Linked DNA regions of Mus musculus: regions 1, 2, 4 and 5 are each linked to region 3. The links are chromatin contacts, called in public HiChIP or PLAC-seq and promoter capture Hi-C maps. All regions are on one chromosome and are shown on one strand. The core of a region is the stretch at or near the end of the contact, and the rest is flanking DNA. Distances in the headings are between cores, read along the strand shown. Region 1 has its middle 18 kb from the start of Ndufs6. Region 2 has its middle 100 kb from the start of Irx1. Region 3 holds the start of Irx2 (Iroquois homeobox 2). Region 4 has its middle 27 kb from the start of Gm30154. Region 5 holds the start of Ndufs6 (NADH:ubiquinone oxidoreductase core subunit S6).

Evidence for each region. Promoter capture Hi-C pulls out the DNA fragments that hold promoters and counts their contacts. HiChIP or PLAC-seq counts read pairs in DNA pulled down with a chosen protein or histone mark.
Region 1: a contact with region 3 is called in an H3K4me3 HiChIP or PLAC-seq map of embryonic midbrain, with 5 times the contacts expected there. The contact joins the enhancer-like site here to the promoter of Irx2 in region 3. A contact is called at or near these places in 10 of 484 Hi-C or Micro-C datasets (3T3-L1-derived adipocytes, B cells, cerebellum and 4 more), 11 of 115 datasets of contacts at active chromatin or transcription factors (the NIH/3T3 cell line, embryonic forebrain, embryonic hindbrain and 4 more) and 1 of 9 other capture datasets (embryonic stem cells).
Region 2: a contact with region 3 is called in a promoter capture Hi-C map of liver, with 3 times the contacts expected there. The contact joins the enhancer-like site here to the promoter of Irx2 in region 3. A contact is called at or near these places in 1 of 39 promoter capture datasets (liver), 3 of 484 Hi-C or Micro-C datasets (adipose-derived mesenchymal stem cells and embryonic fibroblasts), 5 of 115 datasets of contacts at active chromatin or transcription factors (embryonic fibroblasts, embryonic hindbrain, embryonic midbrain and 2 more) and 1 of 9 other capture datasets (embryonic stem cells).
Region 4: an H3K4me3 HiChIP or PLAC-seq map of neural tube shows a contact between it and region 3, with 4 times the contacts expected there. The contact joins the enhancer-like site here to the promoter of Irx2 in region 3. A contact is called at or near these places in 1 of 15 datasets of contacts at CTCF or cohesin (stem cell-derived epiblast-like cells), 11 of 484 Hi-C or Micro-C datasets (cardiomyocytes, cerebellum, cortical neurons and 3 more) and 11 of 115 datasets of contacts at active chromatin or transcription factors (astrocytes, embryonic forebrain, embryonic hindbrain and 5 more).
Region 5: an H3K27ac HiChIP or PLAC-seq map of embryonic stem cells shows a contact between it and region 3, with 4 times the contacts expected there. The contact joins the promoter of Ndufs6 here to the promoter of Irx2 in region 3. A contact is called at or near these places in 6 of 39 promoter capture datasets (the 3T3-L1 cell line, 3T3-L1-derived adipocytes, cranial neural crest and 2 more), 9 of 484 Hi-C or Micro-C datasets (3T3-L1-derived adipocytes, B cells, adipose-derived mesenchymal stem cells and 4 more), 12 of 115 datasets of contacts at active chromatin or transcription factors (the NIH/3T3 cell line, embryonic forebrain, embryonic hindbrain and 4 more) and 1 of 9 other capture datasets (embryonic stem cells).

The regions. Positions count from the first base shown.
Region 1 is chr13:73,309,322-73,312,021 of GRCm38.p6, reverse strand. No RefSeq gene overlaps it. Among named protein-coding and RNA genes, the nearest start is that of Ndufs6, 18 kb to the left of the region's middle. Within about 2 kb of position 1,256, at least 11 of the 459 cell types and tissues checked have an H3K27ac peak or open chromatin away from gene starts, as enhancers often do.
Region 2 is chr13:72,062,253-72,064,952 of GRCm38.p6, reverse strand. No RefSeq gene overlaps it. Among named protein-coding and RNA genes, the nearest start is that of Irx1, 100 kb to the right of the region's middle. Within about 2 kb of position 1,427, at least 4 of the 459 cell types and tissues checked have an H3K27ac peak or open chromatin away from gene starts, as enhancers often do.
Region 3 is chr13:72,627,380-72,630,079 of GRCm38.p6, reverse strand. Irx2 (Iroquois homeobox 2) reads right to left here and starts at 1,260. Exons shown (of 5, transcript NM_010574.4): 1 at 767-1,260. The coding sequence starts at 1,018. It overlaps Gm20554 (predicted gene, 20554), which reads left to right and starts at 1,516. Exons shown (of 1, transcript NR_030701.1): 1 at 1,516-2,700.
Region 4 is chr13:73,158,504-73,161,203 of GRCm38.p6, reverse strand. No RefSeq gene overlaps it. Among named protein-coding and RNA genes, the nearest start is that of Gm30154, 27 kb to the right of the region's middle. Within about 2 kb of position 1,328, at least 74 of the 459 cell types and tissues checked have an H3K27ac peak or open chromatin away from gene starts, as enhancers often do. A contact at or near this core is called in cortical neurons and neural tube, where this site is marked.
Region 5 is chr13:73,327,092-73,329,791 of GRCm38.p6, reverse strand. It overlaps Ndufs6 (NADH:ubiquinone oxidoreductase core subunit S6), which reads left to right and starts at 1,310. Exons shown (of 4, transcript NM_010888.2): 1 at 1,310-1,453; 2 at 2,323-2,376. The coding sequence starts at 1,346. It also overlaps a transcript of Mrpl36 not described here.

The DNA of each region.
Region 1 (2,700 bases), core at 7-2,506, 680 kb before region 3:
AATGTGTCCAAGAGTGATGCACCTGGTTCTTATGTCTCCATTTTTGAGGAACATCCACACTGGTTTCTCTAGTGGCTGCATCAGTCTGTGCTCCCACCAGCAGTGAGTAAGTGTTTATCTCTCCCTATATCCACGCAAGCATTTCTTGGGATGTTTTAATTTTAGCCATTCTGACTAAGGGGTTATTAATTTGTCCTGAGAATCAATACTACATGCACGGTTAAACAAGGGAAAGCTTGGGTCTCCCAGAGCATCCTGGTTCTGGCAAACGTTCATTCTTTTCACCTTCTATCAGAACCCAACCTGAACCCAGGTGGCCGAACTCCTGAGTTGAAGAAGAAGATGGAAGTGGCCTTCACATTAGGGGCTACTCATGCACACTACGTGTGACATGTGCTCTACGTGACACCAATGGGTTAATAACAAACAGGACACTTTCTGGAAATTGGTTCTTTCTAGAAAAGGGGCAACAGCTCCATCTGATAGACCAAGGCACACTCAAGCTACTTGTTTGCCCACAGAAGGTTTGGGAAAGGACAGAGCCAGCGAGGGCATGCTGGGCTGTATCTGTGTGGGGACTCAGGGTTCCTAGGTGTCTGTACACATCCACACAGCCTCACCTGAACATGTGCCTAGAAGCCACAGGCACACTTCTGATGCTTCACCATGTTCACAGATGCTAGGTTTGGCCTGTGTTTTAATACTCTAAGGGTTACCTGCCTCCTGTACGTTCTGGGGATGGTCCCTCCATGGGCAGTGACAATACACTGGGAGCTTGCAAGACAGATGGGCAGCACTTGGCCCAGAGCCCTATCTGACCATCCTTGATGGCATGACAGCCCCTGCCCCAGCTCATACACTGTCCAGGGTGGTGAGTGAAAAGTTGTCCTGGCAGGGCAACAGCTCCTATATAGGAGACCCCAGCCCTGAACAAGGGGCAGGATCTGAGATCAGTAGACACTTCTCCAAGAATGTAAGGTGGGTGCTGTACAGGAAGATTTGGATGCTGTTCTGACTTCTACCGCCACACAGAACATTCTGGAAAATATCATCAGTCGTGGGATATGGTGCAAAGACAGGAATGTGGACTAATGTTCCCCAGAGTGATCTATTGCCTGGACACCCCAGCTTCCAGGCACAGGCCTTGATACTTTCCCACCAGTCCCTGCAGGGAGCAGTCCTCTGCATTTCCTTGACTAGGGCAAGGGGTGGCTCTGGGATGAGGCCAGGACTCATGCCTAACTGGCCCCTGCCTGCCCACCAGAGGGCAGTAGTGCACAGCTGTCCTCTTGGTCTCAGTAACAGGGACCCCAGAGGCTGGGGTGCTGGGTCCAAGTCCTTGGAGATGACCACACCTGACACTGTGCAGAGGCCCAGAATCTGCAGATGATACTGCCTTTGAAATCTGCTCTTGGCAACATTAACAGCTATTTGGAGAGATATCTAGAAGCCAAGGGAAGCAAGGCTCTGTCTCCCCAAAGCAGGTACAGCCTCTGAGTGAGCCCCTCCTTTAACATGACAGGCCTAAGGGAAACAGAAACCCTTCAAAGGTAGAATGGGCCAGGGTTTGATTTCTCACCCCTGAGCAGTGCCTTGATCTTGCCCAGCTGAGGGCAAGTCTAGCTTGGTGTGTGGGTGGCAGCCTCCCCTGAGGACGAGGCAGGCACTGAGCCCCCTGGCGGCTGTGGCTTCCCAGCCTTCGAGCTCCAGCACCTCCTCGTCCAGGTTGCCATGAGAATGACCTGTTACTGCACCAAGGAGGTGATCAATGAGGCTGCAGACCGCTGTGGCGGCCAGCAAGATCCGCTGGCCACCGAGACAGAAGGCAGCTCACTGGGACGGAGGCTGAGAGTCCCGGCACGGTACTCTGGTGCTCAATGCTCACCTCCCCTCTCCTCGGGGGCCATTCTAGTATTACAGTGCTAATCCACCAGACACGGGGGATTTTAAATTTCATTTTTGTGCAGTTATTTAAAGTTTAAACTGATAATGTCTAACCCAATTAAATTCCAGTCAATCGTGCTCTAAATGCACTAAGTCTTGTGAAATATGAATGAGGTGTCCCCCCGCACTCCTTAACGACTTAATCTCCATGCTGAGTCTCCGCTCCTGGGAATACTGTGTCGAACCTAGGAACGAAGCAGAAGTGAGACAGGATGGGGACTCGCAACCCACGCTGAAACCTTCTTACTGGCCTTGCTCACTGGGATATCTGGCACATTCAGAATTCAGAGCTTGTGGTGGAAGAGCACCCACTTAAGTCCAGTTGCCAAGATGGGGGCACACTTTGGGAGTAGCCTTCAAAGGCAGCTGACCACACTGGCCATCTCCCTACCCTTACCACATCGCTCCCAGCTTCACGCTCTGTATGGGAGTGCTAACAACCTCTGGTGTTGAGTGTGGGCTCTGTTTTCCAGGGTTATTCTCAGGAATAATGGCTGACAGCATGTTAAAGCTGTCTTCCATTGGATGCATAACAACCGAAGCTGCCATGGTGTGTTCTCCTGACTCTTCAGGGTGTTGGGGCCTGGGGCTGTGGGACTTAAAGGAGATGTGAGAGTAGAGGCTCACAAATGGCACTGGGGAACTACCCAGCCCTTTCTAGGATTGACTTCTCTGAGAGGCAAGCCTTGGCTCTGCCTTGGGGTTCTTTCTAAAGAGTCTGTGATCAGTGGTTGTCCACCATGGCACAAGAAAAGG
Region 2 (2,700 bases), core at 178-2,677, 570 kb after region 3:
TTGAGTTTGCTTTGAAATCCTGGATCTGTCACAATGCTGACTTGCTAACACATCCAGAGAAGTCTTTCTGGACAGCTCAGTCCTATCCAGGAGCTCTAAAGCTAACTGGGACCAAAGCTTGACTTCAAGAGGAGCATGGCTCACTGAGTTTCTAATCAGATCAGGAGATCAAGGCTCAACTGTCCTGAAGACTCACAGATCCCCACCCCACCTACTAAAGAGGTAGGGTTAAAGGTGAACCACAGAAGCAGATTACAGCTTGGAGAATGGGCACACAGCTGGGCACAGCTGGGCACAGCTGGGCTGTATGACCATGAAAGGCAGCTTTCATGCTGTCCAAGAAACTACGGAACCCATGCTTGGCTCTTCAAACCATCCTGTATTTTACAGAGAGGATATCTTTTCCCAAAAACTCAAAACATTGGCTAAGAAACTTGATTTCTGAATGATTTCACGATAGGACAAATGGCACACAGTTTTGGGATCCAATAAATTTTATCTGTCCAAAGATAAATCCTGCAGATTCCGACAGGACAAGAATATACACCTCACTCATGGGCAAGCTGTAGCTGAACCAGCTTCCAGGAACATCAAACCCAACTCCGTGTGAGTATTGTGTAGCTAAAACCACCATGGCTGGAAAAGGCTGAGTGGAATAGGCAGAAAAAGAACGTGGGATTTATGGCTAGATGGTAGCATAATGGCTGGCTGTAATACCAATGGCTTCTTCCTCCTGATGTAGCATGCATCTCACATGTCAGCACCAAGCCAGGATAATTCTCCAGCACTGCCTGTGATACTTGTAAACAGAAACTGGGGTGTATGACTGCCACTGTTTCCCCGTAGGCTTGTATTCTCACTTCTTCCTGTGGGTACCGCTGCTCTCATGACATCCTTCCTGTCTCCTTCCTTCTTTTCACTGTGGTTACCATTCCCAATTCCACACACTTGACCCCCTTGCTTTTCTTGTTCATCTCCCCACCCCTGTCCTATATCCTTGGTACATACATGTTTCTTCTTGCCCTTTTGGCTTGCAATTATAGCCCCTGCCCCATTAGCACGAAGGCTTTTACACAGTGTGAAATACTGGGTGTTCTGAAGGAAGGACTAAGCCCTTACATGCTGCTTCCTGCCCTCTCCAAGAGGTTCTCCTATCTGCCTCTCTGTCTCTGTGCATGTCTGTCCTTTTTCTGTGTCCCTGTCCCCCACCTTTGTTGGATGGCTGAGCCTTTGCTCCTATATGTCATTCATGGGACCTCCAGGCTCAGATCGATGTGAAGGTTGGGGGCAGGGGGAGACCCAGGGAAGGCTTACACAGCTGAAGCCCTCAGTGGCTTGAGCACTTAAGAGGGAGACTGTGTAATTAAGTGGAGATTGGCCCTCCAGCCCCCTGGGCACTGGGAGTCAGCAGCAAGAGGAAGCCCCCTTGTTACCTAGAGAAGAGTACCGTGATTGGCTGCTCTGGTCAGGCCTCTAGTGGCCCCTTTGTTACCACAGTGGAAGGAGTGCACTTTCAGCTAGCTGTCTTTGCCAAATGCTATCATTTTTAAAAGCCGTGAACAAGGGGGAGTGGGGCCTAGGGGTATACACAGCTCCATATGCTAGGGACAGAGAGACAAGTGTAATACTGCACTATTAGACTGACATAGGAGCTCACTTGTGCCCCGAACACGAGACAGCTTGAGAGGATTATGCAGGACAGGCTGTCATACAATGAAATTTTCAGAAATCTGTTAACCCCAGCTCAGACCCAGTGAATATTTTATCACCCCACATGCAGAAGGAGCGGTATATTTATTAACTGTGGGAAGACACAGCCAATAAACTGGGCACATGAAAGCAAAGAAGAGGCTGTGTCTTTAGTACCCAGTTTGGATAATCAAGGCAGGGAGGTAATGAACAGAGGAGCAGGGTAGGGCTTCAGTCCACTAGGACACCCAGACAGTTGACATTGGAGGAGAATGGGTCGAGGGCAGAGGTTCGATGAGAGGAAGCAATGTGGCCGCTGAACCAGTGAAGATGATTATGCCCATGCCAATCAGCATCAAAAATACCAAAGTCAGAGGGGAGAGAGGATGGGATAGATTTCCACTGGAAATGATTTCATTGAGACCTCATTCAACATGCTGAGCTCAAATGGCTTTTACACAAGGGAAGACAGTCTGCTTTTCAGAGAAACATGGAGTGAAGTATCGCTTAGAATCACAGGTCAGAGAAGCCAGCACTCCTGTATGTGGCCACTGGCACGGTATCACCATGCTCAGAGAACACAGAAAGCATGGGTGGGAATATCTGTACCCTCACCACAAATCTATCCAGGTGGCTTGGGTCACCAGGCAGCATCCTGGGGACATAGGGATGTTTTCCAAGTTCATCTAGGGGAAAGGACATTGGAGGACTTTCAGGCTACAAAGTCTGTGGAAGCAGGAAAGGAATCCGCATCCTAGGACCCAGACAGTGGCCAGTGCCTCACCTGATGCCACAAGGGGGAAAACATGAAGCTCTTTCTCCATGGCTACCCGAATCGAGAGACCCTTCAGTGGTCCACATTTACTCCTAGTTCTTTCCCACTGTGTCAGGAAACTGAGTCATGTGACAGTGCCAGACCCTAGATGCCCATTTGTCTAGATCTTCTCGTTTTGAGCTTGTAGTCTTAGTCTGGGACCCCTGGGCCACCTCTAATGGGTGAGGGAATAAATT
Region 3 (2,700 bases), core at 11-2,510:
CATCCTTTAACGTTTAACTAGGAGAGGTTTGTAACCTTTTCCCAAGGCCTGGTTCCTACCCAGGGAATTCCACCTAGAGCAAACCCCCTCCGCCCATACACAATGTCTTCACACACCCCAAAACTGCCAAGACCCGCTCTGGCGGGGCCTGTTTTCAGAACTCAGAGATGCTCAGACAGATCCCGGATCTACGGAGCTGGAACCCATAGGCCTACTACGAACTCTGGCAGCACTTAGCGGGTCCCAAACCCGTTAACACATTATTTTTTTTTCCCTGAAAGCCGGGTCAGCGAGACAGAAAACGGCCAACACTAAAGAGCTTCGGCCTGGGTCTAGGGCGAGAGCCACAGGCTCAGCCTATCCCCACCCCACCCCCCCCCCACCCGCATCCCCACCCCCCCACCCCGTGACCCCGCCGCCACCAGTCTGGCCAAGAAACCCAAAGCTTGCGGCATTGGCCCTAGAGGCCTGGGCAGCCGGGGCCCTCAGCTTGGAACCACGCGGAGAGCAGTGGACAGATTTCGCAGCCCCAGCAATCGGCACGCGCGGATTAGAGATTACTCTTGGCCCAGGCACGGGTGGAGTAGCACTTCGCACGAGCTCAAGGGAAATCAGCCTACGAGCTCTGCAGGTCAGTCCCGTCCCTTGTTTAGTGCGGCAACGGGTGCTGGTGACTTTGGAGCTGCCACCCGCAACGCGTCCCCAGCGCTCAGCTCAACTCACTCCCTGGTCCGGGTCTCCCCAGCCCCCACCCCAAAGCAGTTACCACGTAGGACGGGAAGCCGGCAGCCGCGGCGGCGGCGGCGTCCGCCGAGTACTGCAGCGGGCTGCCGAAGCCGGTTGCCGCCTGCGCTGTGAAGGCCGCCGAGCCGGGGTACGGGCTGAACGCGGAGCCCGACGCCGAACGCGCCAGCTCCTCGCTGCGCGGCGCCGCCAGCGCGGACGCGCCGTACGCGGGGCACGAGTAGAGCGCCAGCGAGCCGGGCGCTTGGTACAGGTAGCCCTGCGGGTAGGACATGGTGGGCGCGGGGCGCGGGGCCCGCGTCACACGGAGCAGCGGGCAGCGCGCGCGGCGCCCTCCATCCACGCCCGGCCGGGGCGCACCGAGGCCGCGGGCCGGAGCAGGCTGGGCTGGTGGGCGCTAGGCTGGGCGCGGGGCTGGAGGATCGGCGGGGCGGCGGTAGCGGCAGCGCGGAGCCGGTGGGCGCAGCCGCGCGCCAGGCCGGCGGTCGGGATTTGGGGGAGTCTGCAGTCAGGAGTGAGGAGTTGAGGAAGGAGCGCTCGAGTTTCCGAGGGACATTGGAACGCCGAGCTGTCCGTCACACTCTCATCTGCATATTCTGGTGCCCGCCCCTCCCCTGCTCCGCCCGCCGCCGAGGCCCCGCTGAGGCCGGGGGAGGGGCAGAGAGCGGAGGGGTGGGAAGTGGAGGGGAAGGCGGAGGAGTGGCAGCCAGAGGCTGGAGGGAGGGACGTGCAGGCTTTTGTCGCGCAGCGGCCTCTCTCCACTCCCGCCCCGGCCCGCAGCCTGCAGCGGTGAAGCCCAGCCTGGCCAAACTGGGCGTAGCGCTCACCCCCTCCCACTGGCACATCCTCTCAGCCACGTCCGCGCACCCCGCCGCCGACTCCCGCCTTGGCCCAGCCACCTTTCTCCTTCCCGGGGCCCCATCCGGGCACTGCCGGCGCTCTTGCTCGCCTAGCACTGGTCAGCAAAGGCCTCCTGCAGTCGGGCCAGGTCCGATCCACCTGGAGAACATACGGATCGGGCACCCCTCATCACCCTGAAGATAGCAGCCCAGGTCGCATGCGGTGTCCAGGGCAGACACCGCAGGGAGATGGAGGGCAGTGTGGAGACACCTGCAGAGTTGCCTGGGCATCCCACTTCTACAGTCCTCTGTCCGCCTGTACTCCAGGCTGAGGCTGCCCGTGTGGCTTCCCGTCCGGTCTCCTGCTCCTGGTGCCTGGGCTGCCAAGCATCTACCCGGAATCTGAGCGTTTCGGTTTGAAGCTGTGGGAGGCCCCGTGGTGAGGCTTCTGTCCAAGTCCACAGAGAAGATTTCAGGCCGTGTTAGGAACATCATGTCCGTTAACGTCTGGAACACGCCAGTGAGTGACTCGCTTCAACAAACGCCACTCTGGTCCAAAAAGAGTTTTTGTTTTCTTTTGTTAAGTTGAATGCCTGTTCGAAATTGGGGGAGAGGTTCCTGTCAGGAGAGCTGACTTGACTTTGCTAGAGTATCCACTGCCACTTCCCGAAAGGACATGGGCCAGCTTGTGAAGTGTCGCAGTCGTGAGGTGGTTCAGGTAACCTGAGGTCCAGGAGTTGACTCGCGGGTCCCTTGAGCCCTTAGGTCCCAGCCCCTAAACTTTCTCGACCATACCTGCTCCCTTTCCCCAAGTGAGGGGAGTCGATGGCCAGGATGGGCACTAGTACGCTGGATGTAAAGGAGCGTCAATGGGGGGCGCTTGGGATTCGTAGGGGTCAGGTGTGAGCTGGCCCGGGAGGGGGCGCCCGCCCAACAGGTGTCTCCTTGAAGCTTGCTAGGTAGAGCACGAGGACTCTGAAACCTGGCGCGCGGGCCTGAGCTTCCATTTTATTCTCGGTGGGCTCTGAAGCTAGTAGAGGGCGGCAGAGTTCTCCTGCCTGTGAGCGCCTGGCTTCTGCTTAGGCCTGGATCGTGGCGCTCCAGCTCCTGCAGCAGC
Region 4 (2,700 bases), core at 79-2,578, 530 kb before region 3:
GTAGTAATGCAGATTTGATCAGCACTGTGGGTTCCAGGTCATCTTTCTAGGAGCGTCTGAACCCCAGGTTGGACCGCACGGACAAGGCACAATTGCTGAGACACCAGCTCAGACACTACACTGATACTGTTCACAAAATTTACTGCCAGTGACTCTGAATTCCACATTGTTCTTTGTGTTCATTTCTAAGGTAATCGACTAAGCATGTCTTATAGCTTATAGTATTTTAAAAGATGCATTCATTAAAAAGAACCCAAATGCACGTGGGTAGACAAGAGGACCCCAATTTTCTACCATAGTTATTTTCACTTCGCTGGAAGCCAAGTCCTCTTGAACTTGAAAAACCACCAGCAAATTAATCTACAAGGCTTTCATGACATTAATCTAAACTCATGAAACTAGATTAAGTACTGGATTAAGAATCAAATTCAGAAATGCTGCAATCTTAAAAGAAATACGTCTTCAGGCTGTCACGAAGGCAGACTGAACCCCCATGGCAAGTGCACCCAGGAGGGGACTCTAGGGGCTGGAGGGAGCAGCCACTTCCAGGTACGTGCAGTGTGAGCCGGAAGCCAACAGGTGGCACAAATGCATTTGACTTGCACATGGGCCATCGCCCGGGATGCCGCTGCGCCCCCTGCTTTCTATAGCCCAGGCAAGCAGACGCAGGCTGGCGCCTTGGCTCCCTTTGCGAGCCTGGTCTGCCAGGTCCACACGGCCCAGCAGAGTCCAGCTGGGTCCTGAGCTGCGCGCCGCTGAGGACCCAGAGAGCTCCAGGCAGCGCGCCCTCTGCTGGCCGTCCGCGGACTCGCCGTTGTTCCCAGCCTGTTCGGAGAGAACTCAAATTGAGACAGATGGAAAGAGGGGGCAAGGATTGGGACCAGTCAGGGGCAGAGTAGGCGGAGCAGGACTGGGTAGGGCCAGGTAGGGCGTGAGCACTGTGGCTGATGTGAGGCTGGCCCCAGGCACTCCCAGGAGAAATTTCCAGGGCCCACGGATTCACAATTCGAAGTAGCTCGAGACTATAAAGACACCTCTGCAGGCCTTCTGTCAGCTCCTTTTGTTCTCTCCTCCAGATTGGAGAGCACTGCGAACCTGGTAGTATTGTACAGCTCCACACCAGCATTCCGGACCATTCCTTTTGTAAGGCTCTACTTTGAGCTAGCAAGCACGGAGGCAGGAGTGGCTCAGCTGGGGGAAGAGAGCCTGTCGTTCCCAGGTTCCATCTCGCTGGAGAGGAGCCCCGCCTGAACTTGTTTTTAATGTGTCAAATCACAGAGGCAGCTTCCCAGCAGTAAAGTGTGAAGGGGTTACAGCCTCTTGGGCCTCTGGGAAGCCAGACGCAGGTCTCAGCAGAGTGACAGGCGTGTTTCCATGCCAGGCAGCCAGGCAGTGGCCCTGGGCTTTTGATCTTCATCCCACAATTTGTCAATTGGACGCCTCTTCACGCCCATCTTTATCACTGTCAGGGACACCTCTGGCTCCCGTGTCCCTTCCCTGTAGGCCTGAGCTTCTGAGAGGTTCCTGCTAAAGGCCTCTCTTATTCCATACCAGCCTAGGAAGGTGGGGTCCTCACCGGGCTCTGCAGTGTCCGCAAAGCTGAACATAAATTTGACTGCATTAGTTTCCATCCACAACCACCAGAAGTACCTTAGCTCTGTCTCCTAGTGGGACTCTGGCAACTCCCTCCCTGCTGTGGGCAACAGACCTCGCCACTATGCATGGATGGATGGGGTCCACAGGGGTCCATTCCTAGCCTTCCCAGGAGTCTTTGTCTTGGTACCGAGCGATCACTCTTAATCCTTTATATCTAGTGATGTGTTTCTGCTCCTGTTCTCGTTTTTTTTTTTTTTTTTTTTTTTTTTTTTGTAAAGGAGGAAAGTGAGTTAGAACATTATATGCTTACAGAGGATGAAGCAAAGCTGTCAGTCTGTGTGACACTGCAGCAGACCTGGGCAGGCAGGTAAGTGCTCATTCATTCGAAGGAGTATGTGTTCTGATGCTCTGGCCAGAAGAAGGGAGGACTTGGGAATTCTGGCCCCAGGGACACACAGGGCTTAAGACACCCAAATCCTGTCTTGTTACCATCAGTGGGCCCTCCAAGTCTTCAGTGGACTCCTCAAGCCACTCCTAGACCCCTCTTGCCCATACTGAGGGCCAGGGAGATCTCAGGACCAGGCAGAGCTCATAGGAGACGGGAATTCCTTTATCTCAGGCAGGGTGGTGATGAGATTATTTTAGGACGTCGGGCCCATTCTAGGCATCCACCAAACAAGCTGTCAGAAACTGAAAGAAAGTTCTAGATCTCACATACACCAACACTGCAAATGCTTTTTTTTTTTTTTTTAAGGTTTTAATCCCAATCGCTAGATTTTCAAGGAATTGGACCAATGGACTTTAGAGAGGGCCAGACATAAAGGATTTGAAATCCCACCCTTGTACCTAGACTTTGGGGTGTGGAAGGGTCAGGGTCAGGGTGTGGAGCACCATCATGGCTAAGTGGACTCCTGCTGAGTGACGAACACATTTGGTGGTGTTTGAGGGTAAATGTACGAGGCTGACATTTTAAGAAGTCACAACGTTAGCTCATTCCAAAGAGTGGAGCAAACCTAAAGCTTCCTTCCTGGCTTCTGGTGGCAGCTGGTCCAGACTGAGGTCTGACTCAGAGGCAGCACTGACCTTTTAAAAGTCCCTGCAAAG
Region 5 (2,700 bases), core at 61-2,560, 700 kb before region 3:
AAGAGACTGGCTTCCTCCAACTTCCACATGTGCTCTGTGGCACCTGTGTATGAACTCACATGTGTGTGAACTCATACACAGACAGGGGGTGTTAGGGTTTAAATAGAGACTTAGGGCTGGAGAGATAGCTTGATGGCTAAGAGCACCTGCTACTCTTGCAGAAGACCATCATTCTGTTCCCAGCACCCACACAACTACTCAAATGGACTGTAACTTGACCTGTCTGGAGATCCTGTGCCCTTCTCTTGGTACCAGGTAACCACACACATGGCCATATATAAATGTATACACTCATACATATAAAATAAATCCTTTAAAAAGAGGGAGAATGAGACAAATCTGCAGGACAGGGTGTGGAGACATAAGCCTGAAATCCCAGCACTCCAAAGGCTGAGGCAGGAAGACAGTGAGTGCTAGGTTAGCCTGGCTTACAGAGCTTAAGGCTAGCCAGGGCATCTTAGGCCCACATTTATTGGGGCATTTTTCAACTTGGCGAGGTCTTTGTCCTTGTGTCTTAGGGCCCTCTCTGGTTACCCCTTTCGTCTTCAGACTCACCTAGTCCTTATGCTATAGCAGAGCACAGAAAGGTAGATACCAGGTCATTAACCTCCAATCCTGGCCAAGAGATCCCAAACAACACATGCTAGCTTCTGGCACTTTCTCGGAATTAGTGACCCGGCCCTGCTCTGAGTCTGGGGTCCCACCTGTCTACCTCTGAGCAAAGTTGTTCAGGCTACTTTGGGGTTTGACAGTATATGTCGTTCCAAGGGAGGTTCGGACTCAGATTCAAATGAGGCAGGAGAGGCCAAAACAGCCTTCAGAGTTACAGACTACGATTTGCATCAGGTTTTTTTCTACATAGCAGAGCTTTTCCGGACAGCTTTCCAATGCTGGGTAAACTTCCTTGCAGTCTAACTGGAAACTGAACTACTGCAGCGTTGCAAAAATGCTCAGAAATCTAACTTTCCTACACCAACATACAGGACCAGGAGAGTTGACTGCACAAACTGTTTCTTCTGCTGAACAACTTACTTCTTTACTCAAAACAAAACAGAAAACAAAAAACAAACCAACCCACGGAAAATCTGCATTTTCTCCATTGGCATAAAAGCACACACAGCGCATCTTCAGTTTCCGTCCCCCCACCCCCTGCCTTTGTCACACTAGTAACCTTTGAACACTGCGCACAGTTAAGCCGCAGCTCCGCATCCTATCCAGTTCCACCACCAGCCCCGCCAGCCGCTCAGGCATAGGACGAAAAAAGTTCCACAAGTACTCCCCGCCGACTGCTGTGCGCCTGCGCCGGCACTTGGTACGACGCGTGGGGTCAAGGGTCACCGGCAAGATGGCGGCGGTGCTGACCTTCCGCCGGCTGTTGACTCTCCCCAGGGCTGCACGGGGTTTCGGGGTTCAAGTGTCGCCGAGCGGGGAAAAGATCACGCATACCGGCCAGGTAACGGCCGCGCCCGCCATGCCTGGAACCCAAGACTGACGGTAGCAGGGAGCGCAGCAAGGTGTGCTTCTGCCAGGCTAGCGCGCGGCACTACTGGGCTCACCTTGTGCAACCCGCTGCTCCGGTTTCTAGCTGGTGGCTTTCGGTTGGGACTTGGATCTCCTCATTCTTTAGGCCATATCTTTATATTAAGTTCAATGTTTTAACAAATGATTGTTGTGTTTTGGACCCGGGACAGAGGACTGAGGTGCATATTTTACATATCAAAGGAGACCCGGCATGCAGGTTCTCCCAGCATTCCTCAGTCCCTACCTGGCGTTGCAGCCCAGGATCCTCCCTATATAATCCAGGCATTTTGGTTTCTCCCACCCTGTCTCTTTCTCCTCTCCTTGAACACACTCCCTTTCTCTCCCCCGACCCCTCCTCCTGTCCCAATGGTGACTTCTCTGGCCTCAATCCTTGGGGCCAGTGAACTCACCTGAGAGCGGCTTCCCAATAAACCTACCTTTAATATAATTTAATCTGGCTTGAATTGGTTCATTTCACCAGTGGAGAAATAGCCTATCAATAGTGTATAAAGCAACCCTAGCGTTCGTTCAATATAATAGTGAACCAAAAAATGAGAAACTATGTCTGCTGAAATGAAATCGCGCCTGTTGGAGTTGGCTACTTGTGAGGGCAGGAACTTTGTCTCCAGTCTGCACTCCAGCCTGTCATCCCCTGAGACCGTTCAGTACAAGTTCATTTTGCCTCTTAGTGGGTCTGTCTCCTCATCAATGGGTATAGGCCAAGGGGAACATCGTTCTATAGTATTTTCAATCAATATTATGTGACTTTATTTAGAATAATAGATGGCCTTTTTTTTCCAGGTGTATGATGAAAAAGACTACAGGAGGGTTCGTTTTGTAGATCGTCAGAAAGAGGTAAGTGAAAGATAGAGGAATTCGTAAAACTTAAGCAGGTTGAGCAACTCAAATGCCGGAAGTGTATTGAGCACTAATGTACCACAGTGAATCCTGCGCCTGACTTGGGTGGTAGATTGTAATGAAAAGACAGGCACAACTGAGGTATTGCATAAAAATACCTTCAAGCTCTGTATGAGGTGTAAAGAGACAAGTGGATTTCATGTTTGTACTTGGGCCCATCTTTGAGGTAGCTCGTGTTCCTTAAAGGTATTTGAGCTTTGAGGTAGCTCTTTTGTATCCTCATTGTTGGTCCTAGGCTCCTCCTGGAAGTGGTACTTAGTG